7 separate regions of the Mus musculus genome follow, and regions 2, 3, 4, 5, 6 and 7 are each linked to region 1. Evidence: chromatin contacts called from public HiChIP or PLAC-seq and promoter capture Hi-C data. All regions are on one chromosome and are shown on one strand. The core of a region is the stretch at or near the end of the contact, and the rest is flanking DNA. Distances in the headings are between cores, read along the strand shown. Region 1 holds the start of Calm3 (calmodulin 3). Region 2 holds the start of Fbxo46 (F-box protein 46). Region 3 holds the start of Eml2 (echinoderm microtubule associated protein like 2). Region 4 holds the start of Six5 (sine oculis-related homeobox 5). Region 5 holds the start of Dmwd (dystrophia myotonica-containing WD repeat motif). Region 6 holds the start of Irf2bp1 (interferon regulatory factor 2 binding protein 1). Region 7 holds the start of Snrpd2 (small nuclear ribonucleoprotein D2).

The links. Promoter capture Hi-C pulls out the DNA fragments that hold promoters and counts their contacts. HiChIP or PLAC-seq counts read pairs in DNA pulled down with a chosen protein or histone mark.
Region 2: a contact with region 1 is called in a promoter capture Hi-C map of stem cell-derived epiblast-like cells, with 3 times the contacts expected there. The contact joins the promoter of Fbxo46 here to the promoter of Calm3 in region 1. A contact is called at or near these places in 3 of 39 promoter capture datasets (the C10 cell line, embryonic stem cells and stem cell-derived epiblast-like cells), 1 of 484 Hi-C or Micro-C datasets (embryonic stem cells) and 5 of 115 datasets of contacts at active chromatin or transcription factors (astrocytes, embryonic stem cells, forebrain and 2 more).
Region 3: an H3K4me3 HiChIP or PLAC-seq map of embryonic forebrain shows a contact between it and region 1, with 6 times the contacts expected there. The contact joins the promoter of Eml2 here to the promoter of Calm3 in region 1. A contact is called at or near these places in 2 of 39 promoter capture datasets (cranial neural crest and frontonasal cranial neural crest), 1 of 484 Hi-C or Micro-C datasets (cortical neurons) and 2 of 115 datasets of contacts at active chromatin or transcription factors (embryonic forebrain and large pre-B cells).
Region 4: an H3K27ac HiChIP or PLAC-seq map of embryonic stem cells shows a contact between it and region 1, with 7 times the contacts expected there. The contact joins the promoter of Six5 here to the promoter of Calm3 in region 1. A contact is called at or near these places in 4 of 39 promoter capture datasets (cranial neural crest, hippocampal neurons, liver and 1 more), 2 of 484 Hi-C or Micro-C datasets (B cells and uterus), 7 of 115 datasets of contacts at active chromatin or transcription factors (embryonic forebrain, embryonic stem cells, extraembryonic endoderm stem cells and 4 more) and 3 of 9 other capture datasets (adipose tissue, liver and pancreatic islet).
Region 5: a contact with region 1 is called in an H3K4me3 HiChIP or PLAC-seq map of stem cell-derived neural progenitor cells, with 16 times the contacts expected there. The contact joins the promoter of Dmwd here to the promoter of Calm3 in region 1. A contact is called at or near these places in 4 of 39 promoter capture datasets (cranial neural crest, embryonic stem cells, hippocampal neurons and 1 more), 8 of 115 datasets of contacts at active chromatin or transcription factors (bone marrow-derived dendritic cells, embryonic forebrain, embryonic stem cells and 4 more) and 3 of 9 other capture datasets (adipose tissue, liver and pancreatic islet).
Region 6: an H3K4me3 HiChIP or PLAC-seq map of stem cell-derived neural progenitor cells shows a contact between it and region 1, with 16 times the contacts expected there. The contact joins the promoter of Irf2bp1 here to the promoter of Calm3 in region 1. A contact is called at or near these places in 5 of 39 promoter capture datasets (the 3T3-L1 cell line, cranial neural crest, embryonic stem cells and 2 more), 2 of 484 Hi-C or Micro-C datasets (B cells and Th1 cells), 14 of 115 datasets of contacts at active chromatin or transcription factors (T-cell acute lymphoblastic leukemia, astrocytes, bone marrow-derived dendritic cells and 8 more) and 2 of 9 other capture datasets (liver and pancreatic islet).
Region 7: a promoter capture Hi-C map of hippocampal neurons shows a contact between it and region 1, with 4 times the contacts expected there. The contact joins the promoter of Snrpd2 here to the promoter of Calm3 in region 1. A contact is called at or near these places in 5 of 39 promoter capture datasets (cranial neural crest, frontonasal cranial neural crest, hippocampal neurons and 2 more), 1 of 484 Hi-C or Micro-C datasets (cortical neurons), 3 of 115 datasets of contacts at active chromatin or transcription factors (embryonic forebrain, embryonic stem cells and large pre-B cells) and 3 of 9 other capture datasets (adipose tissue, liver and pancreatic islet).

Annotation. Positions count from the first base shown.
Region 1 is chr7:16,922,244-16,925,685 of GRCm38.p6, reverse strand. It overlaps Calm3 (calmodulin 3), which reads left to right and starts at 1,654. Exons shown (of 6, transcript NM_007590.3): 1 at 1,654-1,845. The coding sequence starts at 1,843. It overlaps Gm45972 (predicted gene, 45972), which reads right to left. Exons shown (of 3, transcript NR_165470.1): 2 at 3,124-3,271; 3 at 1,168-2,246.
Region 2 is chr7:19,117,988-19,121,505 of GRCm38.p6, reverse strand. It overlaps Fbxo46 (F-box protein 46), which reads right to left and starts at 1,647. Exons shown (of 2, transcript NM_175530.3): 1 at 1,570-1,647. It overlaps Bhmg1 (basic helix-loop-helix and HMG-box containing 1), which reads left to right and starts at 3,162. Exons shown (of 13, transcript NM_001370811.1): 1 at 3,162-3,328.
Region 3 is chr7:19,174,858-19,178,524 of GRCm38.p6, reverse strand. Eml2 (echinoderm microtubule associated protein like 2) reads right to left here and starts at 2,104. Exons shown (of 22, transcript NM_001347582.1): 1 at 1,764-2,104. The coding sequence starts at 1,911.
Region 4 is chr7:19,092,466-19,096,116 of GRCm38.p6, reverse strand. It overlaps Six5 (sine oculis-related homeobox 5), which reads right to left and starts at 1,573. Exons shown (of 3, transcript NM_011383.1): 1 at 699-1,573. The coding sequence starts at 1,480. Dmpk (dystrophia myotonica-protein kinase) reads right to left here. Exons shown (of 15, transcript NM_001379257.1): 14 at 3,485-3,570; 15 at 2,296-3,167. The coding sequence ends at 3,008.
Region 5 is chr7:19,074,367-19,078,075 of GRCm38.p6, reverse strand. Dmwd (dystrophia myotonica-containing WD repeat motif) reads right to left here and starts at 1,876. Exons shown (of 5, transcript NM_010058.2): 1 at 1,375-1,876; 2 at 1-21. The coding sequence starts at 1,806. It overlaps Rsph6a (radial spoke head 6 homolog A (Chlamydomonas)), which reads right to left. Exons shown (of 6, transcript NM_031255.2): 6 at 3,629-3,709.
Region 6 is chr7:19,001,954-19,005,658 of GRCm38.p6, reverse strand. It overlaps Irf2bp1 (interferon regulatory factor 2 binding protein 1), which reads right to left and starts at 1,601. Exons shown (of 1, transcript NM_178757.4): 1 at 1-1,601. The coding sequence starts at 1,222.
Region 7 is chr7:19,147,945-19,151,611 of GRCm38.p6, reverse strand. Snrpd2 (small nuclear ribonucleoprotein D2) reads right to left here and starts at 1,774. Exons shown (of 3, transcript NM_026943.1): 1 at 1,718-1,774; 2 at 215-394. The coding sequence starts at 1,719. Qpctl (glutaminyl-peptide cyclotransferase-like) reads left to right here and starts at 2,416. Exons shown (of 7, transcript NM_026111.3): 1 at 2,416-2,636; 2 at 3,093-3,236. The coding sequence starts at 2,427.

The sequences.
Region 1 (3,442 bases), core at 405-2,904:
TACTGTTATGAGTCATTATGTAAATATCTGATATGCAAGATATCTGATATGCAAGCCACAAGGGGGTCAAGACCTACAGGTTGTAAATCTCAGTTTACAGGTTGCAGACATTTAAACCAATGTCAACAAGATCCTCCCTCCTCTCTGCCTCTGCTCTATCAGTTTTATTTCCTTCTGCACTAGACACATTTTCTTTCCTGAGAGCAGATTTAAGAGATGTCCACAGGCGGCATTTACAGAAAGACTATATTCTCCCAGTCTCTCCCTCCCCACCAAAAAAAAAAAAAAAAAGTTTTCTGACCCTAGAAGTTCTCTCTCTCTCTCTCTCCCCCCACCCCCCTTCTCTGTCAGTTCTTGCCCTGGAGTGTCGATGCATGCCTTTGATTCTGAAGGCCAACCAGGGCTCAGGGCTACACAGTCTCAATAAATAAATAAATAAATAAATAAATAAATAAATAAAGGAAGGAAGAAAATGCCAACTCCCATCCTATACGAGGGCTCTGTACAGTAATGTACAGTATATACACTATGGTATACAATACAGTTGTCTCAGGTGCCCTTAGCAACAGTTCTTTTTCTTTCTGTGCCTGGAATCCCTAGAATAAGAAGTGAGTCACACTGTCTAGGTGACAAGAGAATGGTTGAGAAGTGTGATGTCACCAGCACAGCCCGGCACCAGATCTGTGCAGACAGCAGTGCCCAATTCATGTTTAATTGGCTGAATGAGTGAATGAATGAATGAATGAATGAAAACATTCTGCATCCAGAGATTGTTCTGGGTACAGATCCTGAGATCAAGAGTCAAGTCCAGATCCCCACATGTTGCTTTTGTGCGTGTTTTAGATTTGTGTTTGTTTGTTTGTTTGAACTTATTTATACAGCGCGCATGTGGAAGTCCGAGGACAATTCTTTGTGGAAGTCTGTTCTCCAAACCACCACGTGAGTTCCGGTGATCGAACTCACAGTTTCTAGCTTGCCTGCAAGCGCCTTCACCCACTCAGCCATCCCAGCAAATTGTACGCGTAGAGGGTGGAACCTTCAGGAGACCAGCGGAACCTTGAAGAGCCAACCACTGTGAAGAGCCGGTTCAGGCCAGGCTCCTAGACCCCACGATTTTGGATTAAACCATCTTGTATCTGCTCAAAGGGAGAGAGAAGAAAGTCCTTCTGCTTCTTCCCCCAACCCATTTTTATTTCCGAGCCATAGAGACAACGTATTTGCTTCTCCAACATCCACCCTGTTTCCGTCTTAGCCCCTCTATTCCTCGCGGCTCCACAGAGCCACACAGGTCGTGCTGCCCCCCGCACACCGCGCGGTGGCTCGCCCCAGTTTGACGCATTGCAGGGAAGGCCGGACCAATCGGAGTTGCGTTCTCATTTCCGCCACGAGGCGGGTCCAATAGCGGCGTGGCTCACACAGAGACGTGTCACTCTCCGTAAACCGGTGCCCTTCCGCCAGAGAGGAAAGCGGAGCGGATGCAAGGGGCCGAGAGCGCCGAGAGCGAAAGTAGTCCCCGCGGTGGGGAACGCGCGTGCGCGTGCCCGTGCGGCAGCAGATTCGCTGGGCTCTGTGGAAGGGGCGAGCCGCACGAGCCTGACGCGAAGGGATCCGTAGGAAGCCGCAGTGCAGCGGGAGCGCGCGAGCCGTCTGGGGCGGGGCCGGGCGAGGCGGGGCGCGCGCGGCGGCCGTTGAGGGACCGTTGGGGCGGGCGGCGGCGGCGGTGGCGCGCGCTGCGGGCAAAGAGTGTGGAGGCGCGGACGCGCGGCGGAGCTCGAGCTGCTGCAGCTGCTGCCGCCGCCAGAGTAACCTCGATCCCCGAGCTCCGGATACCGGTGCCTCGCCATGGTGAGTGAGGCGGCTGAAGTCGGGTGGAGACCCCCCCATCCCGGAGATGGCGAGCGAACCCTGGGAGGGAGAGGCCGGGCCCCTCGGGACCTCCCATGCGGCCCTTGGGACTTCTAGAAGCGGTTTTAGCAGCAGATGGAATTGGTAGGACCCCCAAACAGACAGTCTGAGGCTTCAAATGAGGAGCTCCAGGACATCCCCACCCCCGCCACCTCCCAGGCAGCATTCGGATCCCTCTCCGGGCGATTGGTTTTAGAATCACATCTACCCGGTCCCCGGGAGGAGGAAATAGGAAACGCCGGCGATGAAGGCTTTGGGTCCTGGAGGAATGCAGGAGGCTGCTCCTAGAGGGGTGGCTGTGGGTAGCGGAGAGGGGGACCGGTCGGTTCCTAGGGAGTGTTCTGCAGAGAGGATAGATGGGGATCCTGGGTCACTTGTGCACTGTAGACCCCGGTGGGGGAGGGGTCTCCAAGGACAAGCATTGCCAAGAGGAGGAGGAAGAGGAGAAGGGTCAGGTGCAGGCTGAGGTAAGGAGGAGCCCGAGGTGGGTGGCAGCAGAGGCTAGAAGATGCTCTTGGAGCCTGTGAGGACCCAGAAGGGGACTGAGGAGAGTTGGGGGTCGCAGAAATGTTTTTAAAGGAGTGGGGATGTGATCACGGGTAGTGTGGGGAACCAGGGAGCCTTGTGGAGAACTTGGTTGGGGGTAGCTAGGAAGGATTCTGAGGTCTAGGTTGTTGCACTAGAAAGAGAGGTTGGGGTTTGTAAGGCGTGTTTTGTTTGGGTCAGAGAAAAAACGGGGTTTCCAAGGTGAGGGCTAGGGAAGGACTTGAGTTTGGGTGGTGGGGGTGAGGTTGGACAGCCTTCTAGAGAAGTGTAGGAGACAATGAATGGTGGCTGAGGTAGGACTAGGTTTAGAGGTGGGTGTCTCCGGGGAAAGGTCCCGACACAAAGGCTGATGACTCGGGCTTGGTCATGGGCTGCAGCAGAGGACCTGAAGGAGTAGCTGTGTGCTCCCTTTGCCTTGGCAAGAATGGGGCTGGGCCAGGCTGAAGGCACTGAGGCAGTGGGAGCAGGTGGGCGGAGTTGTTCAGGGCCCTATTGCGCACTGAAGCTGCATGATACAGGACTGGGGTCAAAGTTTGGGGTGCATCAAATGATGGCTAAGCCAGGAAGCTTGGCCCCCTCATTGTCCCTTCCAGGCTAGGAGGGCTGCCTTTCTCCTCCAGCTTCATGCACCTGCTTCTCCTCACTGTGCCAAATGACAGCGCAATACAGTACCGTTTGGGTCAGTGACAGATGCCCAGTTCCATCCCTCAGGGCGGGGGCTGCAGTGCTTGTCCAGAGAAGACCTCCAAGGACCCTCTCGTTGACTCAAGGGCCACTTGTTCTTTCCAGGCCTCTTCCCCAGCGCCCAAAGCTAAAGCTTCTAGAAGCAAAATAGATTACTTCTCCTCTGGTCCTGCCACCCACAACACCCCCAGCCCTCCCCACCATCCCCCCTCCCCCAGCCTCAGGCTGGGAACCGCGTGCACCACCCTCCCTGGCAAAGCTGGGGAGGACAGGCAGCCGCCACCACGTATCAGATCTCATACTGCTG
Region 2 (3,518 bases), core at 398-2,897, 2.2 Mb before region 1:
GAGACAGGAGGATCAGAAGTTCAAGGCCACCCTCAGCTACACAGTTTTTAGTTGAGTCCCTGTCTCAAAACAACAACAAATAATATCTGGGCACCAGTAGTGATAAACCTCAGCACTCTGGCTCCTGAGGCGGGAAGTTCAAGAGTTAAGAGGCCAGCCTGAGCTACACAGCAAGTCCCAAGACAACACATGTGTACTATATGCACTTAGTCTAAGCACTTTCCAAACATTATCTCCCTAAACTCTCTAGCCTACCAAGGTTATGGATCTCATTTAATAGCTGGACAGATTTCCAAGCTCAGGTCACAGAAAAGACTTAAATCCTATCTGACAGTTGTTCTGGCCGGGTGTCTCCACCAAAGCAGATTCTGACCCAAATTGCAATTGTACATTTACCATTTAATGTTGGCTGACATGGAGAAGATTGCTTAAACTCTCCGTGCCTCTACTTGCTTCCTGTGAAATGAAGATCTACACTTAAGGCACCGCCTGAATCCAGTGAGTTAATACACACACAGCTGAAACCGAACCTGGGCATTTCTTAGAAAAAGATGCTAGCAATAAAGGGGTAGGGCTGGGGACGGGGGTGTCCCCTGCATAAACTGTGGTGTACATAGGCTATTGTCAGGTTTTGAGAAAATGTCTGGGGGGCTGGACTGAAGAATAGGAAATCTTTTAACAACTTGAATCCAGTCAACATTCCTGGGACGGGAGCTTTCCACCAACAGCTTTGACGCTGGGACTTAACTTTCCTAACAAAAATATCAATTTTTATGGAACCTCCCTTTAGCTATCTTCAGAATGGCCTGCTTGTTCTCACCATACATATAAGGTCACAAGAGGGTTACAGAGAGACCTGTGCAGGTCACAAAAGAGAATAAGGAACCTGAAAGCTGGACTGCCCACACAAACCACTATATCTAGATACGACCGGGGCTAGAAGGGTGCTAAAGGTTGTCTCTATGGACCCCATCTGGTCATATCAACCCAGAGTTCTGTGGCTGTCCAGTTTATTGGTAGTTTTTGGTTAGATTAAGACACGATATTGACAGCCACGCTCCTAACTCACGCACCCTACAACGCCTCCTGGTCCTAGAAGCTAACCTGGACCATCGATGACTTCTACCTCCCATCTCTTCAACTGGCCTTGCCGCCCCACCTCGCAATCCCGCAACCCAACCCAATGCATCCGTGGTTAGCCTCTCCCTTCACTCATTTATCCCGGACTCCTATGCCTTTCCATATAACCAGGCTAACTAACCTCCCTCGAAATTACCCACTCAGGGTCTCTGATCTATTCAGCCAGGACTCCAACTCCGCGCCTCACTCCTCCAGCTCCCAATCCCCTTGATAGCTGATTCCAAAGCTCGACTCTCTCCACCTCCAAGACCCCTCCCTAGCCCCCATTCTTCTACTTCCTCGGGCTCCCGTTCCTCTCAATCCCCACCCACAGTGATCTCCCCACACCCAGCCCTTTCTTTAGCCTCAGTTTGCTTCCTCTCGAACCCAAGTCCTGAACACCCCGCTCATACTCTCAAGCACCCGCAGGACCCAGCTTGGGGCTCTCACCATCTCCCCGCGCTGCAGCTCTCCCGACTACGCGGGTTTCCCCCACTCGCTCCTCTCCAGCCTCCCCTTCCGGGTTCTGGCCCCGAAGCCCACTGGGAATTAGAGTACGGGCGGCCATGGACTACAGCTCCCAAGATGCAATACGGTAACTTGGAGGTGGAGTAGGAAACAAACTAGGCGGGCTGAGAGACAGAAACTCTAATTACCAGGAGGCTAAGGGCACACTAAAATACGCAGGCGCAGAAAATTCTCCCGCGAGGGTATCTGGGAAATAGAGTCCAGCCGCCTCCATTTTGGCCCGAGGCCCTTGAAAAGAGAATCGAGGCTACTTCAAAGGGACGTTAGCGAGGGATGAAGAGTTTAGGAAGAACAACTTTATTGATTTATCATGTTAGTTGACAAATAATTAATAATATATGAGTTTTCCCAAACTTTCTCTCCCATTTCTCACCTTCATCTCACTCCCCACACTTGCCTACCACCACCTCCTAATTGGCAAATAAAGAAAACAAGATATCGAAGTGAGGAAAAGCCCAGGCACTATGTTCACATCACAGGTAGAACAGAGCCTCCAGAAGGGCAGGAATCTTGGCAGCATTTCCAAAATGTACGGTTTGAATCTGCCGTGGTGGCACACACTTTTAATCGCACCATTTTGGACGCCGAGGTTAGTGTACCTCTGTGAGTTTGAGACTAGCCTGGTCAAGGGTATGAGACGCTGTGTCAAAAAATAAAGATGAAGCTGGAAAGACTACTCAGAGGTTAGGAAGACATCGCTCTTGCAGAGAATTTGCATTTGCCCCTGAAGATGCCCCTAGAAGCCCCTGTCTAAAACTCCAGCTCTAGGGGCATCTGATGCCTCTGGCATCTGGGGACACCTGCGTGCAGTATTCCTCCCCCCCACCCCCCCAACATGTATACCTAGTTAAAACTAAAATGCTTTTTAAAAATAAATTGTGTAGTTTGTAACCTGAGTTACAAGGTAGTGCATTCCTTGCGTTCCAGACAGACCTGAGACAAAACGGTTACAAGTAGTAGGCAAGCCTGGGCTATATAGCAAGACTGGATCCACACTCAGACACTAAAGGTTACTTTGTTTGCAGCTACAGGAACTGGCATTTCCATGGGGTCTACAAAGCCTCGTTTCAGGGAAAGGTGGCGAAGTTAGCCGCCTGAACAAGGTACTTGACACACAGTGGTCTTTAAGCAGATGCGCCCTAAAGCGAAAGGGTCGGATGGGGACACAGGAGGGCCAGCAGGGGGAGTACAGACACCTCGCGCTTGCGGACACCTGGCAAATCCTGCTGGGGTCTGAGGTAAATAGGTCAGGGGGCGGGGCAAAACAGAGGGCGTGGCCTGAGGAAAGGGCGGGTAATGGAGCAAGAGCTGATTGGCTGATGCTGCGAGCGCGGGAGCGGGAGCACGTGTCGGAGCTGTGGCCCGTGCCCTGCCCCGGGTGCGCGTGCGCACTCGCCGCACTGCCCTTTTCCAACGCTCCTCTGCTCGTGCCTGGCACCGCGTGGCGGGAACGTGGAGGGGGCGTGGCCTCGCCTCAGGCGCTCTGGTGCCTTCGCGCCACAGCCTCGCGCCCTGCCATTCTTCGCTCGGTCTGCGCGTCGGGAGGCACGCGGTCTGCATCCCTGGGACCCCGCGAGCCGCGGGAGCCGCGCGAGCCGCTGCCGGAGCCTTCAGACTGTCGAAGCGTGAGCCCAGTGCCAAAGCAGAAGTCGAGGCTTAACGCCATATTGCAAATCTTGAGGTGAGTGCTGGTGACCAACGGGTGTGGGGCGGCAGACGCCCTGGCTCTAGCTGGCTTGAGGTAGCGGGGAGATGGTGAGGAGTCGTCAGAGTCACACCCTGCGGCCGTGACCCCCTAGGGAGCTCTAGGTCGGATGGAGAGGGACCCCAGAGCTCGAGACCGGTTTGAGGGTAGACTTTGTGTTTGAGGG
Region 3 (3,667 bases), core at 855-3,354, 2.3 Mb before region 1:
ACTTTATGTTGCCTCTATAGCCCCACCTCAGATTTAGCTCTTTTCCTTCTCTTCCGTCTATTGATTCAGTTTTAAATGACTCCCTCATCATTTTCCTTTCCCGTCCTTCCTCCCACGGGGGTGGGGGATTCTAAGTGGCCCTCCTCCACCTCCCTTCCAGACCACTCCTACCCAGACTCATTGCTGAGACAATCTAGGAGACCCTGGCTTCCAGCCCGTGTCAAGTAAAGATGGTAGCAGGAACAGCTAGCGGGCTCGGAGGTCTCACTTGCCATCCCGAGTCCTGTGTCCGTCACTAAGCCAGCCGCGCCTGCCCGCTGGACTCACGCACTGCAGCCTCCTGTTCCACCCCCTCCCTCTCCCTCCGTGATCCAATCGCCTGCCTTGTCCTGCCACCCCGTCCTCTACCCCCACCCACCCAGTGCTCCGCAGGTTCGGTGTCTGGACCTGCAGAAGGAGGGGGGAGGGGGGCTCTCGAGGTCGGAGGGAGAAGATTGCAGAGACTTGAGACCTCTATCGGGAAGTCCCAGGGTCCTGTGAAGAAGACGGTGTCAGGGAGTTTAGAGATAAGCCAAGGACTGCACAGCCAGTAGGGGGTAGGGGAGCCAGCAACCCACCTTATTTTGAGCCCTTTTCTACCTCCGGTAAATAATGTTACCGTTGGAAATACAAGAGCTAGGCCCCACACTTAACATGTTTCCCACATCATGATATGAGCTTAATAAATCCAAAATAAGATGAACCAATAAATATGGCAGCTATCCCACCCCCACCCTCTACTCTGATGGCTGTAGAGGCCTCATCAAGGACTGTCATCCAGAAGATCCCAGCCACTTGATTCGGACACAGCTTTTCTTTCAGGACCAGAACCCATACTTGGCCTAGCCTGAGACACCCTGTGGTCCTTAACCTTTAGAAGGTAGATGGGGGATTAAATAACATTCTAGTTCCTTTGCCAACTCTAGGGGTCCCTAGCAAAGTGTTTGTGTGCCCAAGGGAGTGACCTCCAAACTCTGAGATGATCCTTTGGCAAGGCCCCCTGATTGACATGGGGGCACATTGACCCTGAACGGTCGTCAGCTTTCATCTGAGGCCTTGCTTGGCCTGATGGTCCCACCCCATGACTCAAGCTCTTGGCTTCCTCCTGGACGTTTTCCTGGCCTAGAGACCAGTGTCCACTCTCCGCGTCTCTTTACCTCTCCACTCCTCCAGCCCAGCTCCCCTCGTACTAAAATGGCCCTACTGGCGCCATACACATTTGTCTAGGGGAGAAGAGGATTCTACCTGGGGTGGGGAGAGGGGGCAGAGGCAAAGCTGAAGACAGTGCAGTGTACAGAAAGTCTTCTGCTGTTTTACTATTCCCAAGCCCAGCCCTCAATTCAGCATTTCCCCCTGCTATGCCCAAAGACAGGGAAGGGTCCCGGGGAAGGGGCTGAGGAGGTAGGGGGCAGAAAGAGTTCCACATCGAGCTGACTCCCTACCCCAACCCCAGGTCTGCCCTCTCCCTCACAGGCTCCTCTACGATCTTTACCCTTCCCTCTGTCTGGACACCTTCGGAGCAGGTGTTTGTTGGGATAGGGGGAGCAGGATCGTGACTTTGGGGATAAAGGACCTTGTTTTGGGGTCAGAATCCTGTTGATGAGGAGAAAGGGAGAATCTCTCACAAGGGAGGAGATAAGGACTTGGAAGAAAAGGGTTGGGGCAGGAGGAGGTAGGTCCACCCTGGGCGGGGCCAGGGTCTGAACTAGGAAGGGGGCTCTCACCGTTGCAGTATTGCAGCAGAGAGGACGTGTCGTAGAGGCCGCAGAAGGCCGGGCCGCGCTCCGCCATTGCCCCACCACAGCCACCGCCGGCCCCCGCAGCCCCAGCTCGGGCCCGGTCCCCCCCCCAGGCCCTGCCTCCCGTTGCCATAGCAACGCCCTTCGTTCCAGCATCCCCAGCACGGCCCACCCAGCATCAGGCGGCCGGCTCTGAGCCTGGCACAGGGGTCATCCCCTAGGATGCCCTGTAAGGGTGTCGAGAGACTGCTCTGTCCGTTCCCCCAACCCCCGCAACAGTCTTCAGGTCAGGATTGGCTGCGTCGGGGTCCCCCTAGGTACTGTCTGGTCCCTCCCACAAACCTGAGTGTATTCTCTCTACACCCTCCTCTCCCGTTAGGAACCAATGAGAGTCTGTCGCGCAGGCTCCTCCGCCAATAAGGATGCGGACGGGTTTGAAGGGGCAGGGTCCTTCCTGCTTTTCATCCTGAAGCGTCGCCCCTCAGCTCTGGAAGGAGGATGGGGTGAAAGAAGACACTCCTATTCCCGAAAGCCTCCTCTAAATCTTTTATCTGATTTCCCATAAGTCCCCTCGCACGACCAGAACTTGACATTGAAACCTTAAATATGACAGGTTATTCTATAACCTGCGCCTGTATCCTAGCCGGATCCCCGCTCCTTGTTTATTAGAGCTAGACACGCCCCCAGGGCTCTTAGCTCCACCCCCTAAATCTAGAAACAACAAAAGTTCTAATCCCGCCCCTAGAGCAAATAGCCACACCCCCTTGAACATCTCAGGACTGGAACCTTGGACCAGACGCTCTAGTAGAGTTAGCCCCGCCCTCAGAATTTAGAGCCCGCCCTCAAGTCATTAGCCCCGCCCTAACCTTCCAATCCACTTCATCCACAGAAGCTATTAGCTCCTACAATCCTCCTCTCTCAGGAAGGCGTTATCCAGTCCGTATTTTGACAGAGACCCAGTTGTGAAACCCGGGACCAGCTGGCGGTGTCAGTCAGAGCAGGCTCGGAAACTGGGGAACTAGGAGGGAAGGAGGGGGTACAGAAACTGACAATGGATTTAAAGATGGGGCCGCCTTTCCCAAGTCATGACCCAGACCACGGGGTTCATTTTGCTTTGTTTTGTTGTCTTGTATTTTTGAGTGAAGACATTACTCTATAGTCCAGCCCAGCCCACACCCTACCCTGCGCCCGCTCTGCCATACCTGGGTTTTTTGTTGTTGTTTGAATCAGGGTCTTATATAGCCTAGGCCAGTTTTGAACTCCTTACCTTCATGCTCTGTCTCCATTTCCCAAAATCTGGAGTTACAGGCCAGTGACTCCATCCCTACCTATGTTAGTTTTTTTTTCTTCTTCTTCTTCTTCTTCTTCTTCTTCTTCTTCTTCTTCTTCTTCTTCTTCTTCTTCTTCTTCTTCTTCTTCTTCTTCTTCTTCTTCTTCTTCTCTTTTTCTCTTCTCTTCTCTTCTCTTCTCTTCTCTTCTCTTCTCTCTTTCTCTCTTCTTTTCTTTCTTCCTTCCTTTCTTTCTTTTTAAAGATTGGGTCTCACTATGTAACCTTGGCTGTCCTGGAACTTGATATATAGTCCAGACTAGTCTCCAACTCAGTAGAGCCTCCTGCCTCTGCCTCAGGACTGCTGGAGTTAAGTGTCACCACAGCCAGACCTCTGGCTCTGGGTTTTTGTTTGTTTGTTTTGTTTTGTTTTTTGATGTATTCCTCTCTGTTGTCCAGTCTAGCAAAAAACTAAGTAGCCCAAGTTGCCTCAGACTTGTGATCCTTCTGCCTCAGCCTTCCAAGTACTGGGAAAACATTAGCTTCACTCCTAGTCTACCTATGGTTTGTTTTGATATAGGTCTCATGTACCTGAGGCTGGCCTCCAACTCATTACATAGCT
Region 4 (3,651 bases), core at 324-2,823, 2.2 Mb before region 1:
CCAGGGTCTCTACAAGCCTGCTGGGGTTGACAGCGCGGCGGGTATGCTAAGCTGGAGGAAAGTTTTCCAGTCGCCTTGGCCTGCAGCCGAGCACCCAGACTGCCCCAAGTCCCCTGGGTCGGCAGGCGCGTGGCTGCGGAGTGAGGCAGCAGCTTTTACTCCAGTTCTTCCTCACCCCCCACCCCCACGGCGTCAGAGACCAGAGCTAGAGGCCTGGCGCTGAGGTGGGAGGGGAAGGGCTTGGGTTACAGGGAAACCGGAGCCGGAGAAGGTTCACGTTTCACAACAAAGACAAGCGACAGACCACGCTGTTTGGGCTGGAGGGGGCGTGGGGGTGGGTGTAAGTAATGGTTACCGAGGGGCCAGGTTGCAGAGGCCCCAAAAGCGGGTCCCTACCCTGGGTGCCTTAGACAAAGGCCCCTTTCCCTTCCTTACTACCGCTCCTCCAGGGATACCTCACTTTTCTCACTGCCCGTCCCGCCCCCGCCCCCCCCCCCATTCCTGGCACTGCGTTCCCAGCTTAGAAGTAGCTGGAACAACCTCTGCCCCTGAGGCAGTGATGCCCAGAGAACCCAGGGTGTGCCTGGTCTCTCCACGCTCAGCCTATGCACTCGCCGACGCCACCGAAGAGGGATGTGAAGGGTCACTTGCGCAGACTCCAGCGGCCACCGAGGAAGGAGGGTCGGTTCCCCCCTCACCTTTTGCAAGGCGCTCCACCGCCGGTCCCAGTGCGGTCGCGCTGTCGCCGGTTCTTGAACCAGTTGCTGACCTGTGTAAGCGAGAGGCCGGTGAGCGTGGCCAGGCGGCGCTTCTCGTCAGGCGTGGGATAGCGGTTGCCGCGGTAGCAGGCCTTGAGCGCCGCTCGCGAGCGCTCCTTGAAGCAATAGACGGTCTCCTCGCCATCCCAGATGGTCTTGGGCAGAGGGAACTTCTTGCGCAGCCGGTATTTGTCCACAGCGCCCAGCGCACGGCCACGGGCCCGCTCGGCCTCGTGGTAGCGCGCGCGCAGGTAGAGGTCCTGCAGGAAGGCGTGGTGGGCGGCGGGGAAAGGGCGGCTCTCGAGAAGTTGGTAGAGCTCGGCGTATTCACCCCGCTGGAAGGCCACTAGGGCCCGCGCGCGCAGCACCGGATCGCTGCCACGTAGGCGCTCGGCCGGGGGCAGCGCGCCCAGGAAGCGGCTCAAGCGGCCGGCGTGGCCCGCCTGCAGCAGCGCCTCGCACACGCATGCCACCTGTTCGGGCGAGAAGCGAAGGCCAGTGGGCACCTCGGTCACGGTCTCCCGGGGAGACCCCGGGCCACTCGGGGACCCAGAGTCCGCCGCCGCCGCCGCATCTCCCGCCCCGGCCGCCGCCGCCTCCCCCTCGGCTGCCTGCAGAGTCTGCAGAAGCTGGCGCGCTTCCTCCTCCTGCTCCTCGGTCGCCGCCGCCGCCTCCCCCCGAGCCGCGGGCCCCGCGCTCGGCTCCGCAGGCGAGGTAGCCATGTTTGGCAACTTTGGAAAGTTCCTCCCTCCTTTGCCGCCTCCCGCGGGCTTCCCCAGCCCCCTCCTCCGCCCAGTCCTCCTCGCCGCCCCCCCCCCCGGTCCCCTTGCAGTCTTCTGGCCCCCTCCCAAAGACTAGACCCAGCTCTGCACTCGGGTCTGTCCTTGTCCCTGTGTGTCCGCCCCCCTCCCGGGCTGTCAGGATTCTTTGTTTTCCCTCCGTCTCTGGCCGCGCTTTTGGCCTTCCCCCCTTGTGTGCCTCTGACTCAGGGCCTCAGTTTCCCTATCAGAGCAACGGAGAAGGTAATGGGCCGTCCGGAGGGTTAAGGGCGCGAAGCCGCTCCCATCTCCCGGGTCCCTTGAAGGGCCCCCTCCCTTCCCATCTCCGCGCCGTGCTCCGCCCCTCGGAATTCCCGGCCCCGCGGGTAGGCGGTGGATCTAGCTGGGAGGAGGGGCGGGGAATCGCGCTAGAAAGTTTGCAGCAACTTTTCTGGAGTGTCGGTCCAAAAAGCGGATGCGCGTGGCTTGCGCAGGCGCAGTGGGAAGATGGTGTGCCCGCTGCTGGCCCAACCCCCTACTTTTTTCCAAACTTGAGTGGCACAGCTGGGTCACAGCTGGGGGGGAGGGTGGGGGGCGGTGGTGTCTCTGGTGGCTTGTTGCTTCTCTCCTACTGGCTGGATGCCTAAGCCCCACCCTTCAACCTGATTCGTGCGCTTTGCCTCCCCTCTAGCTCCCACTCAAGCCATTGGTTGTCTCTATTGGACTCTCCATTGGCCTGCGGGGCGGTTTCCTTTCCACAACAGAGATATTGCGCGGGATTTAGGGCAGACCAGAAGTATTTTATTCGCAAGGGTCGGGAGTGGAGGTCGTAGGTGGGGACAGACAATAAATACCGAGGAATGTCGAGTCTCAATGCATCTAAAACGTGGGTCCCGGAGTCTGTCAGTGAGTCAGATAACAAGATCAATAAATACCCACACTGCTTTGGGGGAGGGGGGAGTGCAGCTGTGGCTCCGTTGTTAGAGTGCAGACGTGTACACGGGGAAGGAGTTGCAGCAACCCCCAGGAGTGAGGCTGTCCGAAGCCAAAGACTCCGTGTGTGCTGGCAGAGGTCTTGCTGATCCATCACTATGGGAATGGGATGTCCCTGGAAATAGGGGGCTCATGCTTATGGCTTGTAACTGATGGCTGGGAGAGTGAAAAAGTGAAATCGGATGAGCTGAGCAGTTTGCCCATCCACGTCGGGGCTGAGTAAAGCAAGGTCGGCGAATGCCCAGCTGCTGCAGCAGCGGTGGCTACCAGCTCTGCAGGAACCAGGGGTGCTGGGCACGAGCCCTGTTCCTCCCTCCCCGGCCGCCAGGTGGCAGGCCTGGATCACAGGAGCGGAGCTGGGTGGGGACCCAGGCTCACAGAAGTGTGGAGCGGAGCGGTGGGGGGGGGGGGGGGGCGCGATGGGCACAGAGACGCTTTGGGTCGCTCCCTGGTCGCTCGACCTTCCTAGGAGGCCTAAATGAAAGATGGCTTGGAGTCTTAGGGTTCAGGGGGCGAAGGTGGCTCCCGGGAAACACCAGACTGGGGTGAGACCGCCGGTATAGGCCACCAACCCAGTGCAGCCCAGTGTGGCGGCAGCAGCCAGAGCAGCGGCGAACAGGAGCAGGCAACGCGCCTCGGATAGGCCAGGCCTAGGGATCTGCAGGAGAGAAGGTTGGATTAGCACTAGGCTACAGGGGCCCACTGGCTCCTGGGAGCCGCCCAGCCTATACCCATAGATGGGCCTCTGAGCGCATCTCTGGTCCCCACAGCCCGCAGCTAAAGTTGGTCTGCTCGCAAGAAAGAGCTCCTGTTGGAACTCGTCATTGGCTACTTAGCAGCAGCCTGTGTTGATTGGCCGCCCGAATACCCCCCCTCCCTGCGGTGGGCCGAGCTCCACAGAGGCACAGCAAGCAGTGGTGACACTCAGTGGGCAGAGCTAGGCAGAGGCCCGTGGTGGGCGGACGTGGGACATACCCTGGCAGGGAGCAGCAGGTGACGGCGGTGCATGGGGCCTGGCCCCACCAGCGGGCACTGGCCCACAGCCACGGCCGGGGGGCCATCTAGCTGGAGAGAGAAGGGACAGGTGACCCGATCGGAGCCCAGCAGCAGGGCGAGAGGCAGTGCGGGAATCTAGTCGAGGC
Region 5 (3,709 bases), core at 627-3,126, 2.2 Mb before region 1:
GGGCTTGTTGAGATCGATGGACTTGAACCGCGGGAGGAGACGAGTTAACCGGTTAGAGCAGGAGAGGAAGGAAGAGGAGCTGAGGTCAGGGGAAACCGCTAAGAGGAAGCAGGGTTAACCTCAAGGGAAGTGGGGAGTGGGGTGGAGAGGAGCAGGCAACCACAGGCCGGGAGGGAGGGGACTCAAACCCAGGACGGCACACACAAGCTCACATGCACACGATCACACAGCGCCCAGTGAAGACCTCAGAGCCTGTCTTTCCAGCTGTAATTCGGGGACACTTGCCCACAGCATCAGGGATCAGAGTCCCCTGGGCCTGGAGCTGACTCTCCCCCAGTTTTCCCAGCCTCCGTCACAGTAGCAACTCCAGTAGGACAATAGTCTAAGACCTCCCAGACCCAAGGATGCAAAAATCCCCAAATTTAGGATTTCCGTCATCTTTTCCCTGTATGTACACATAGTATACGCCTGCGTGGTTGTTGTGTGTTGTGTAGAGATGTAGAGGTCAGAGGTCAACATCGGGCATCTCTCTCCCTGGCTTTGCATCTTACATTTGACACAGGGTCTCTCAGTGAACCCGGAGCTCACCAGTTCAACTAGACTGGCTGCCATGAGGCCAGAGGATCCTCCTACCTCGGCAGCCTTGACATGGGATCCTGGGATCCATCGCCAAAGCCTCATTTCCTTCAGCCTGGAGCCCCTAAACTCCAGGACATCTGCTGTGGTTCAGCCAGCCATCAGTCACTACAGTCCCTCATTATCACCACTGGATTCTCCGGATCCCCATCTCTCTGTCTCCCCCACTTCCTCACGTCACCCCTCTTCTAGGATTGCTTTACAGATATCTGTCACACCTGGGGATGTCCCCTGCCAGGAACCCCCATCAATTCAGAGCTCCCATCATTTTGCCAAACCCCCTTCATTTCTTCCAAAGCCATTAGACACCATATTCTTTAGGAGCTCCTTCACCTGTTGCTTTGCTCGTCGACCCCTAAGCCACACCTCGGCTCCTTACAAATCCCGTCAGCCCTGGGTATGGCAAGTCTTAAGACTCCCTCCAACAGGCCCAGAAGGCAGGATGCATTTCTCCGTTCTCCATCCCCTGGGCCTGTATCCTCTTAGGATTCCCCAAAGCCCACAGAATATCTGTCACCTCCGTGACCCCCCTCCCCCATTTCCTCCCAGAAGCGCCATCACGTCCTGAACACTCACCACCGGAGAGAACCTCCCCACGCAAAGATTCCCCTGCAACCTCTCAGGACTCCATTAGCTCCAGGATCCAGGCTCCCCTGGGATGCCCAACCTCGGGGCCTTCTGTCACTCTGGGACCCCAGCGCTCTCGGCACCGGAGTCCCCAGCAAGCAGAGCACTCACCCGCTGGCTCCCGCTGCGGCAGCAGCCGGGGTAGAAATAAAGCTCCCGGCCCAGGTTGAAGCAGACGCGGTCTCCTCCCGCGCCCAGTCCGGAGGGCGTGGAGGGCGGCTCCCCAGCGCCATCCGGGTCGCCTAGGCGCACCAGGCTGAGGCGGACGGCGGGCAGCGCGGGCCCGGGCCCGGGGCCGGCGGGCGGCGGGGACGACGCGGGACCCGCGGCGCCGGGCCCGGAGGCTGCGGCGGGCCCGGGCGGGGGCTGAGTGGGCTGAGGCGGCGCCGGGGTCTGAGCGGAGGTCGGGCCCGACCTGCGCGTCGCGTCGCCGGGGAGCAGCTTGTAGAAGCCCTCGCGGGTGCGAAACTGCGACTTGATCTCCGCGCAGTCGCCCATGGCGGCGCTGGGGCCCGGGCCGCCCTCCGCGCCGCCCGCCGCCATCTTGGCCGCCCCCCGGGCCGCACCGCAGCCCGACCGCCCACCGCCAGACCCCCCAGCCGGAAGTTGAGGGGCTAGCACCGGAAGGGGTAGGGTCGTCGTCCGGGTGACGCCTCTACGATTGGCACCCAGAGCCGGAGGCGGGAGAAGCCGAGACAGTTGCTGAGGTAACGGTTCTGGGGCTGTGGGCGGAGGCAATATGTGGGTGTGGTCAACGCGACAGACCCTCGCGTTTGGTTGGCTACGAGGTGTGACTGTTGGGAACGCCCCTAGACCCTAACAACAGCGCCCTGGGAACCGTTTGCCCAGCAACGGAGAAGCCTCAAAGCCTATTCAGAAGCCTCGTGTTGTTACAGCTGACTCCGGGCGATTCTTGGTTTTGTTTTTTAAATAATAAAAAAAAAATGCATTTATTTTTGCGTGTATTTGTGCGTGAACGAGCATGTAGAGGTCAGAGGGAGCCAAGTGCCTTCCTCCATGTGGATCCTAAAGATGGAGCTTAGGTCTTCAAGCTACCTACCTGGCAGCAAGTGCCATTACCCGCCGATCCATCTCACTGACCTTTGGTCTCATACTTGTAGCCCAGGCAGTTTTCAAACTTGACCCAACATCTGGAGTCTCAGGCCTGAGACACCACGCCCAGCTCTTCCCTTCCTCGCTGACCACCTGTGGTCCCCTGCTGCTGTCAGAGTGAAGTGTAGCCATCTGTCGCCTATCTGACCTTGTCTACCTTTTTTGGTTTCGGTTTGGTGATGATGGTTGTTACCTTGTCAATTTGAGGCTACCTAGAATCGCAATGAGGGACAGTCTACTTGGGGTTGGCCTGTAGACCAGTCTGAGGGAGATTGCCTTAATTGATACAGGAAGACTCAGTCCATTGTGGGAGGTGCCATTCCCTAGTCAGGGAGTCCGGAACTGTGTAAGAGTGGAGACCCAGGCTGAGCACAAGAAAACAAGCACACATGCCCTTCTTCCTGCTCTATTCTGGAGACAGCCCTGCCTTGACTTCCCTGCTATGATGTACTGAGACCTGGAATTGCAAGCTGAAATAGCCCTTTCTCCCCTAAGCGGCCTTTTGTCAAGGTATTTTATGTTTTATCACATTGACAGAAGAAGATTGTGTTCTGTTTTGCTCCCCCCGCCCCCCTTGTGAGACAAGGTCTCTAGTTCAGGCTGACCTCCATCTTACCTTGTAGCTGAAAACAAACAAACAAAACAACAACAAAAATACCACAAACTCCAGATCTTCCTGACTCTATGTCTTCCAGGTTGGTACTACACCATGTGCATTGACGGGCTTGAACCCAGGATTTTGTGCATTGCTAGGCCAGCACGTGGCCAACTGGCCGTAAACTGCCATGTCCCATGGAGGTGCTTGGGAATCAGTCCCTGGTCTTTTGGAAGAGCAAACAGTGCTCTGAACACCGAGCCATCACACCAGCCCCCCGCCCCCGCAAATAAAATGTAAAAATAAAAAACAAATGGGTGGAATGACTTAACTTCAGTTCCCAACACCCACATCTGGATGGGTGGCTCACAACTACCTCTAACTCCAGTGACATGGGATCTAGCCCCCTCTTCTGGTCTCTGAGGGCATCTGCACACACACGTGCAAACGCTCAAATACACAACATTTTAAATCTTTTTAAAACAAATCGGCATTAAATCCCAGGGCTTGGGGTGGGGGGCAGAGGCATGTGGATCTCTATATTGGAGGCCAGCCTGGTCTACAGAGTGAGATCCAGGACATCCAGGGCTATACAGAGAAACCCTGTCTTGAAAGACCAAAAATAAAACGAATATGGAGAAGGAATGATGAGCCAGCTGCCCAGGATACTGAATGAATATGTGACTAAGCAGCTGTGCTGGGGCAGTTTTATTTGGAGCACTGGGTGGTTTCCTACCT
Region 6 (3,705 bases), core at 352-2,851, 2.1 Mb before region 1:
GCGCCACCCAGTGCCGCTGTTGCTGCTCCTCCGTGGTCATCTTCCCAGCTGTCTCGCCCTCGGGCTCAGGGGATGCTTTGCGACGGCGTGGAGTGGGCGCCAGGTTTCGGGATGGGGCTCTTGGAGGTGGGCCACACAGAGCAGCAGGGGCCGGTTCTGGGTACTGCTGGGGCAGGGCCTCCGCAGGAGCAGGCTCTCGGAAGCTGCGGACCCCATCCGTAAGCAGCTCTCCTAACTGGCGCCATTCCCCTGAACCATGGCGCCGTTCATACTCGAGGTACTTGAAGCCCGATGAGGCCAGGGCCTTCCCTGGCTCTCGAAGAGCATCATGAAACATCTGGCGAGCCACTGCAAGGACCCCCGCGTAAACATTGCCAGAACCACAGGGGTATTCGGTGAAGAGCTTCAGCTCGAACTCATAGCCCGGAGGGCGGGCAGTGGCATCAAAGGCGAACACCCGTCCCACCAGCCCGTGGTCCTTCTTGAATCGAACATTGAAAGGGGCACAGGCGGACAGAGCCAGTAGCTGTTCCCTTACAGCCTTGGGACGCCCATGCCACTCCTCCGCCCGGCCCCGCATGGCCTCGTTCAGTTCTGCCAAGCAGTCCGCATTCCTCTGCTGCTTCTCCTTCTCGAAATCGGAGCCGAAAAGTGGACGAGCGGGGCTTAAGCCAGGTGCCAGCGTCAGAGCTCGGCCTCCAAGGCCAGACACTGCAGCTGCCAGCAGCCCGGGGGGCATCAAGCTGGGGATGGAGCCAAGCAAAGCCCTGCGTGCCCCTTCCGCCACGGCCTCCTCGCGGCCCAGCCCGTTGGCCAAGCGGGACCCCAGGGTGTACTCCAAAGCCGGCGAAGGCAGCGCCAGGCGGCTGGATGAAGTAGCCCTGTCATAGCGGTCCGGGCCTGAGACGCTACCGCCGGTCCCCGATGGCTGCGCCTGGGCCTGCGGGGGTGGCAACTGGGAGCCCTGGGAGCCCGTGGAGGCTAGGTCCTTGGAAGTCGGGTGCTTGAGAGCCGGGGGTCCGGGCGAGCGGCCCTCGGGGAGCACGTGGCTGCGCTTGAGCTGGCGGGCGGCGTCGATGAGCAGCTCGATGCGGTCCGCGCCCTCGAAATTCACGCACCCGCGGCACACAGCCTCGCTGAAGTCCCACACCATGGCCCACGGCATCTTGGGCAGGTCGCACAGGTAGCACCACTGGCGGCGGGACGCTTGCACGGACGCCATGGCGCCCCCCGGAACGCCGCCAGGTGCCCCTGCTGTGCACCCGCCGCCCACGTTCGCTCCGCCGTGCCCCGGGACGGGCGCGCGAGCCGCTCAATCCGGCCTCGGGCTCGGCCTCCCCGCCGGATTCAGGCCCGGCCCCCCTTCCCCGCCCCCTGGGCCCTCAGCCTTTTTTTTCCTCTCTCTCTCACTCCCGCCTCCGGTGGAAAAGGCAAGCCACGAGCACGCACGTCGGCGCCCCCGTCCGGTCCGCGCCGTGAGCCGCGATGCACAGCTCCAGCTCCTCGATGGGCCTCGGGCGCCGCCGCCCCAGGCTCCCGCCGCTCCGCTCGCGCCGCCGACGCCGCTGCAACGGCCGCCGTCGCCTCCACCTCCTTCTTCTGCCCCAGAGGCCGCTTCGCAGGGAAAGTTACATAACGCGCGGGCAAAGCCTTCTGGGAAATGTAGTCCCGTCGGGGCTGCTTCTTAAAGGGGACTGGGTAGAAAGCAGTGGCGGGAAAAGAGGGCGCGCGCTGGTCTGGGTGCTTAATTTTCACTGTGCCTCGCCAGGAAGCTGGGGTTCGCACACAGGGTCCATGGAGTGGGTAATGGTTTCATAAATGCTCGGGTGGCCAAGTTGCTGTGGATGCAATTTCCCCCCTTTCCCCGCCCCCTCTTTCTTTCTTTTTTTTTTTTTTAAACAATCTTTTTTTTTTTTTTTTAGATTTATTTATTTATTTATTTATTATATGTAAGTACACTGCAGCTGTCCTCAGACACTCCAGAAGAGGGAGTCAGATCTCGTTACGGATGGTTGTGAGCCACCATGTGGTTGCTGGGATTTGAACTCCTGACCTTCGGAAGAGCAGTCGGGTGCTCTTACCCACTGAGCCATCTCACCAGCCCCCCCTCTTTCTTTCTTAAGACTTAGATTTATTCTTTAGCTCAGGTTGGCCTAGAAGGCTAGCCTATGTAGTCTAGGCTGGCCTCAAACTTGCTGCAATCTCCCTGCTTCAGCCTCCTTGTGGGTTTACAGTCCCGACACCATACCCAGAAGCCGGAAAGCAGTTTCTGCTCTGATTTGCTGAGCAGTTCTAGAAGAGTCTTGCCCTCTCTTAGAATCCCGCCCCTTCAAGAAGGGCCAATAACCGGTTAGAAAGGCAGCAGCTTTGGGGGAATTGGGGCGGAGAGGCTCTGATTGGACGGTTTCAAGGGGATGGTTTCAGGCAACTCTTGGAGAGTAGTGTCTACTTGGCAGTTTGTCCTTCCCAGTGTCTTAGGTACTAGCCTCAAGGGCGGCCCAGAGGCTACAGGATGATAAGACTGTAGGCTTCCGAGCCAGGCGGCTGCCTTAGTTTCCTCATCTGCTAAAGAACGTTCTCTGAGCCTGCCAATTCTGCTCCAGCTGTGCACGTATTTGGTCTCTAAAGGGTTACAGAGTTGGCTTCTCGGTACACCTCCAATTTCACTACAATTCCCAAAATGCTCTGCGAGATGGACGCACTGACGTACTTCCTCTGCTTGGAAGCTTGGGGGGGGAAGGCCTTCCCGATTCTTGCCCCCCCCCCTTGCTAGCAGGGAATTTCGCCCTCTCCCTCCACCCCCACCCCCCAGGTTAGGGGGCTCTTATTACTCTTATATTTGGAATGAGGAAGCCAAGAGGAGATTGCTGGGAAGGGCAACCCCAAACCTCCAAGTGCTTAATGGCCTGGTGGGCCCAATCGGCTGTGGGCACCCCATGTTTTTAGCTTTTTTGGGGGGGTGGGGGGAGCTAGGAGAAGCGACATATGTCTCCAGGACCTAGCTCACATCAGCCCTTTCCCCTCACTTGGCCTGGATCCCCGCTGGTGGTCTCAATTCCCCCCCCCCCCCCCAGTGTCTTCTTTGCGTTCTTCCAGGTTTGCACTTAGTGGAGGCTTGGTGGTTTTCTCACCCCCACCCCAGAGTAGTCACAGCAGCCCTGGCTTTCTATTTCAGCGTTACAATTTAACTACCACCTGCATTACTGTTTTAACACTTCTCCCTTAAACAAATTGCCTATTTTTATCGTTTCCTGGGAGATACTATGTTCACAACCATAGGTTTCCTGTACTACTGTTTATTTACTTTCTCCTGCTTATACGTGGTACTGGGATGGAATCCAGGGCCTTATGCTAAGTGCTCTAGTGCTGAGATGTACTACCAGCCTGTATTTTTAATTTTGAAACTGGGCCTCACTAGGTGGTCCAGGCTGGCTGGCCTGAGCTCTGGGTCCTCCTTCCTTAACCTCCTGGGGGCTGAGATTTCAAAAATACATTAACCATGCCTGGCTTTATTTATTTTTCCTTTTTCTAACGATAGGTCTCTGAAGCACAGGTTAGCCTTGAACTCACAGCAAGCCTCCCTAGTACAGGAATGGCAAGTATGAGCCATGATCCCTTGATAGGCTCTTTAAGGCTGTAAAAGCCTATTTTTCGTTCTGCCCCGTCTCTGTCCTTGCCTGAGTTAACTACCCAATTACTTTATTG
Region 7 (3,667 bases), core at 525-3,024, 2.2 Mb before region 1:
TGTATTATAAAAAGGTTAAGCATCGCCACTTTCTACATTTTTGAGCTAGGTCGTGCCATGAGACACTGGCTGGCCTCCAACTCATAGTGATTCCCCGAGTGCTGAGATTAAAGGTGCTTTGTCACCGTGTGTGCCCACCTTATTATCCTTCTGGAATGACCTTTCCTTCAGGCCCCTCGGACCCAGACCCAGCCCTCCCCAAGACAGCACTCACCTGTCAAAGGCCTTCACCCGGCCCAGCAGCTTCTTGTTGTTGCGACAGTTAATGAGCACTTGCGTGTTGTTCTTGACCGACTGCGTGAGCACTGAGAGGGGACCTGTGTTGAATTCCTCCTCCTCCCGCTTCTGCAGCTCCTCTGGGGTCATCTCACTCTTGGGTTTATTGAGGAGACTCCTGGATAGAGAACCCAGGGGTGAGATGGGTTCAAGTTGGAAATGTACGTGATCAAAGCCACACTGTCCAGTGTCTCCCCAGCCCCCTTTCTGGTGCAGTCTTTTCTGGAGGCAGGAGAGACATTTCCATGGTAGCCTGCCCCGGCTCATCTACCTAACCTCTTCCACCCACCGCTGACCTTGAATTCTCAATTCTCCTGACTCCACTGCCTAAGGTCTGAGATGACAGAGGCTCACCATCATGCCTGGCAGTTGATTCTTCTTTCAAACCTTACTCTATCCTTATATCTTGTCATCTGCCACCATGGTACATCCAAACCTTGGCCCTTTCTATCCGCAACCTAAACTTCAATCATCTCTCTCCATGAACCTCCGCCCCACCCCACAACATCTCACTGTAGAAGCCTGGCTGCCCCAGAACTCAGACTTGTCTCTGCCTCCTGAGTATTGGGAGTACAGGCACGTGCCACTATGTCTAGTTTGTGTGTGGTTAAGGACCAAACCCAGTACCCACAGTAGGTAAGTACTCTGTCCACTGAGCTAAATCTGCATCCCAAGAACTGGGCTTTCAATGCATCCTACTGTGCTACCTACTGGCATTATATCTTTCCTGCTCAATTCTCCATCCAAACCTGATTATCTAAGGTGTATGTACCTATTTATTACTCTATGGCTTTCCTACTCCACTCTTTTTACAAGCACCAGGGAGATTCCCCCACCCCCTTGGAGGCAAGGACCTTTTATTTACCATGTGTCTTAACTTACAAGCAGTCTACATAGTATATGCTCAATGAATAAACACGCACCAAACCACTGTAGTACCCTGCTACTCTGACAGTCTCTAGTTAGGTTCTCTAATTTATCCTGGTTACGTCCCATACTTTTCACTATTTCTAACAGTTCTTCCTTCCCCGCCAAGCTCTTTATTCATAAGACCACTTCCATTTAAAATTACTATTACTTTTGGAAGCGGTCTCGCTATGAAGCTGGCCAAGGCCAACTAGCGAACCTCCTGCATCAGCCTCTCGAGGCCTGGGATTCCAGGCATGTGCCATCAGACTCAGCTTTCCCTTTATGGTTCCTTTCCACAAGACTCAGGACCTCGGAGAGTCTCATGCCCGTTATGGAATAAAGCTGTCCCCTCTCCGGAACTCAAGATCCGAGCGAGGCCCCAAGCCCGATCTCAAATACCCCAGAAGGAAAAACATTACTTTTGCCCGAGGAACTCTACCCTCAGCTATAAAAACACCCCATTTCGACCGTTATTCAGCTAAACTGTCCACCTCCATCTCCACGGCCCCGCCAAAGCCCAGCCCGGCCTCACATGGTGTAGGTTTCGCTCGCAGATCACTCCCGCCTCCAAGCGCGTTGCTCCAGCCTTTGGCGTACAGGGCGAGAAGGGCGGGACTTCCGTCTCCTGCGGCTCACTTCCGTCGGCGCCTGCGCAACCAAATACCAGCGGCTGTGGGCGTGGCCTGTTACCATAGCGACCCTTCAGGCTGCACTCTCCTGTAGAAAATGCCTATAAGGAGGATTTGAAGCTTCTGAGGATCACAATAGGGTGTCTGCTCATGAGGAAAATAATACGGGGTCTGACTAGAATTATTTTCCCGTCAAACCGTCCAGTTGGAAGATGGAAAACACAACCCCATTTCCAAATACCCTCGGACACTTTTCTTGAGGGCATGGCTTCAGGTAAACCAATCGGCTCCTTGTTTTAGGGATGGATGCCGCCCCTTTTTTCCTTGAACGACAGTTTCTTGATCGACTTCCGTGAGGGGCGTGACCCCGCGCCTTGGAAGGTTTCGCACATTCGGACGCAGCCCATTGACTGGTCCTCTTCCGTGGAGGCGGGCCTTAAGGTTTCCGCCCTCCTTTTTGGGTGGGGCGGCGCTTAGGACAGCCAATCGCAATCGTCTCAGGGAAGGACGCAGTTACTCTGCTTCTTTATTGGGTTTTGTAACCTCAGCGAGGCGGATCTTGGCCTAAAACTCAAACCACCATACCGGGATTGGTTTCAGAGCAAAGCTACCATGAGTCCCGGGAGCCGCGGGCGGCCCCGGCAGCGGCTCGAGGATCGTGGCCTCATGAAACCACCCTCACTTTCCAAGCGCCGTCTTCTGCCGCGAGTGCAGTTCCTGCCCCTGCTGCTGCTGGCGCTGGCTATGGGCTTGGCTTTCTATATCGTCTGGAACAGCTGGCACCCTGGGGTTGAGGAGATGTCACGGAGCCGGGATCTGCGGGTGAGCCCTGGCTGGTGCCCAGCCAGCGTCATTTCCCTCTTTCCCTTCGTATTGAGTCTCAGGTTACCGTGGTCTTATCATTTGGCTTTTGCCGCCTGTGCCATTTATCCATGACTTGAGCGCGTGCCCCTACCCAACAAAATAAGGCTTCAGGCTTGTTTTGTGATAGACCCCACTGAAGATGACGAGTCCTCATAGCAACACTGGTAGAACTGAGTTCTATGCCCAAGCCATCTATTTAGAAATTTCCATCACCCGATTGCAATTTCCTCGTTAGGACTGCGGTAGGCTGGACCAGATTTGCTTTGAAGATTTCTCCCAGTCTAGGAAATCTTTGATGCTGGAGATTTGCATTACCAGGAAGAGCCAGGACTCCTAGTAGGCAACGGCGCCCAGGATAAGGTGGGAATGGGGTTGTTTTCATTTTTCTTTTTCCCATCCCATTTCCCAACCAAGGTCCCGCTGATCGGAAGCCTTTCAGAAGCCAAGCTGCGGCTGGTGGTAGGGCAGCTGGATCCGCAGCGTCTCTGGGGAACTTTCCTGCGTCCCTTATTGATTGTGCGACCCCCGGGTAGTTCTGGCAATCTCCAAGTGAGAAAGGTAAAGGGTTTTATTGTCAACCCCCAACTTCCTTTCCCCAGTTTGTCAGGAAATGGAACTCAGGCTCCGAAGATCCCAAAACAGCCAGGAGGCAGAAGTGATCTGATGGGGGTCGGGGGACAGAGATGGGGAGTAGGCGGGTAGGGGAGTGGTGGTGGTGGTGGCTGCAGCGGCAGGTGAACCTGACTAGATTCTCTTGGTGGTACACAAATCCCGCACTATACGACCCCCACTAAATATTATCCTATATTAGGCAGAAGCAGTGTACTCTCTGGTGAGGTCTGAACTAATATAATCTCCACTATACAGATGAGGAAACTGAAGTTTTTACATTTTGTCCAAGTCCCACAGCTAATTAGAATTAAAATCCAAGAAGGTTGGCTTCAGAATTAGTGGTGTGGTGCCATTCAGATACTGTGTTTAGGATCCAC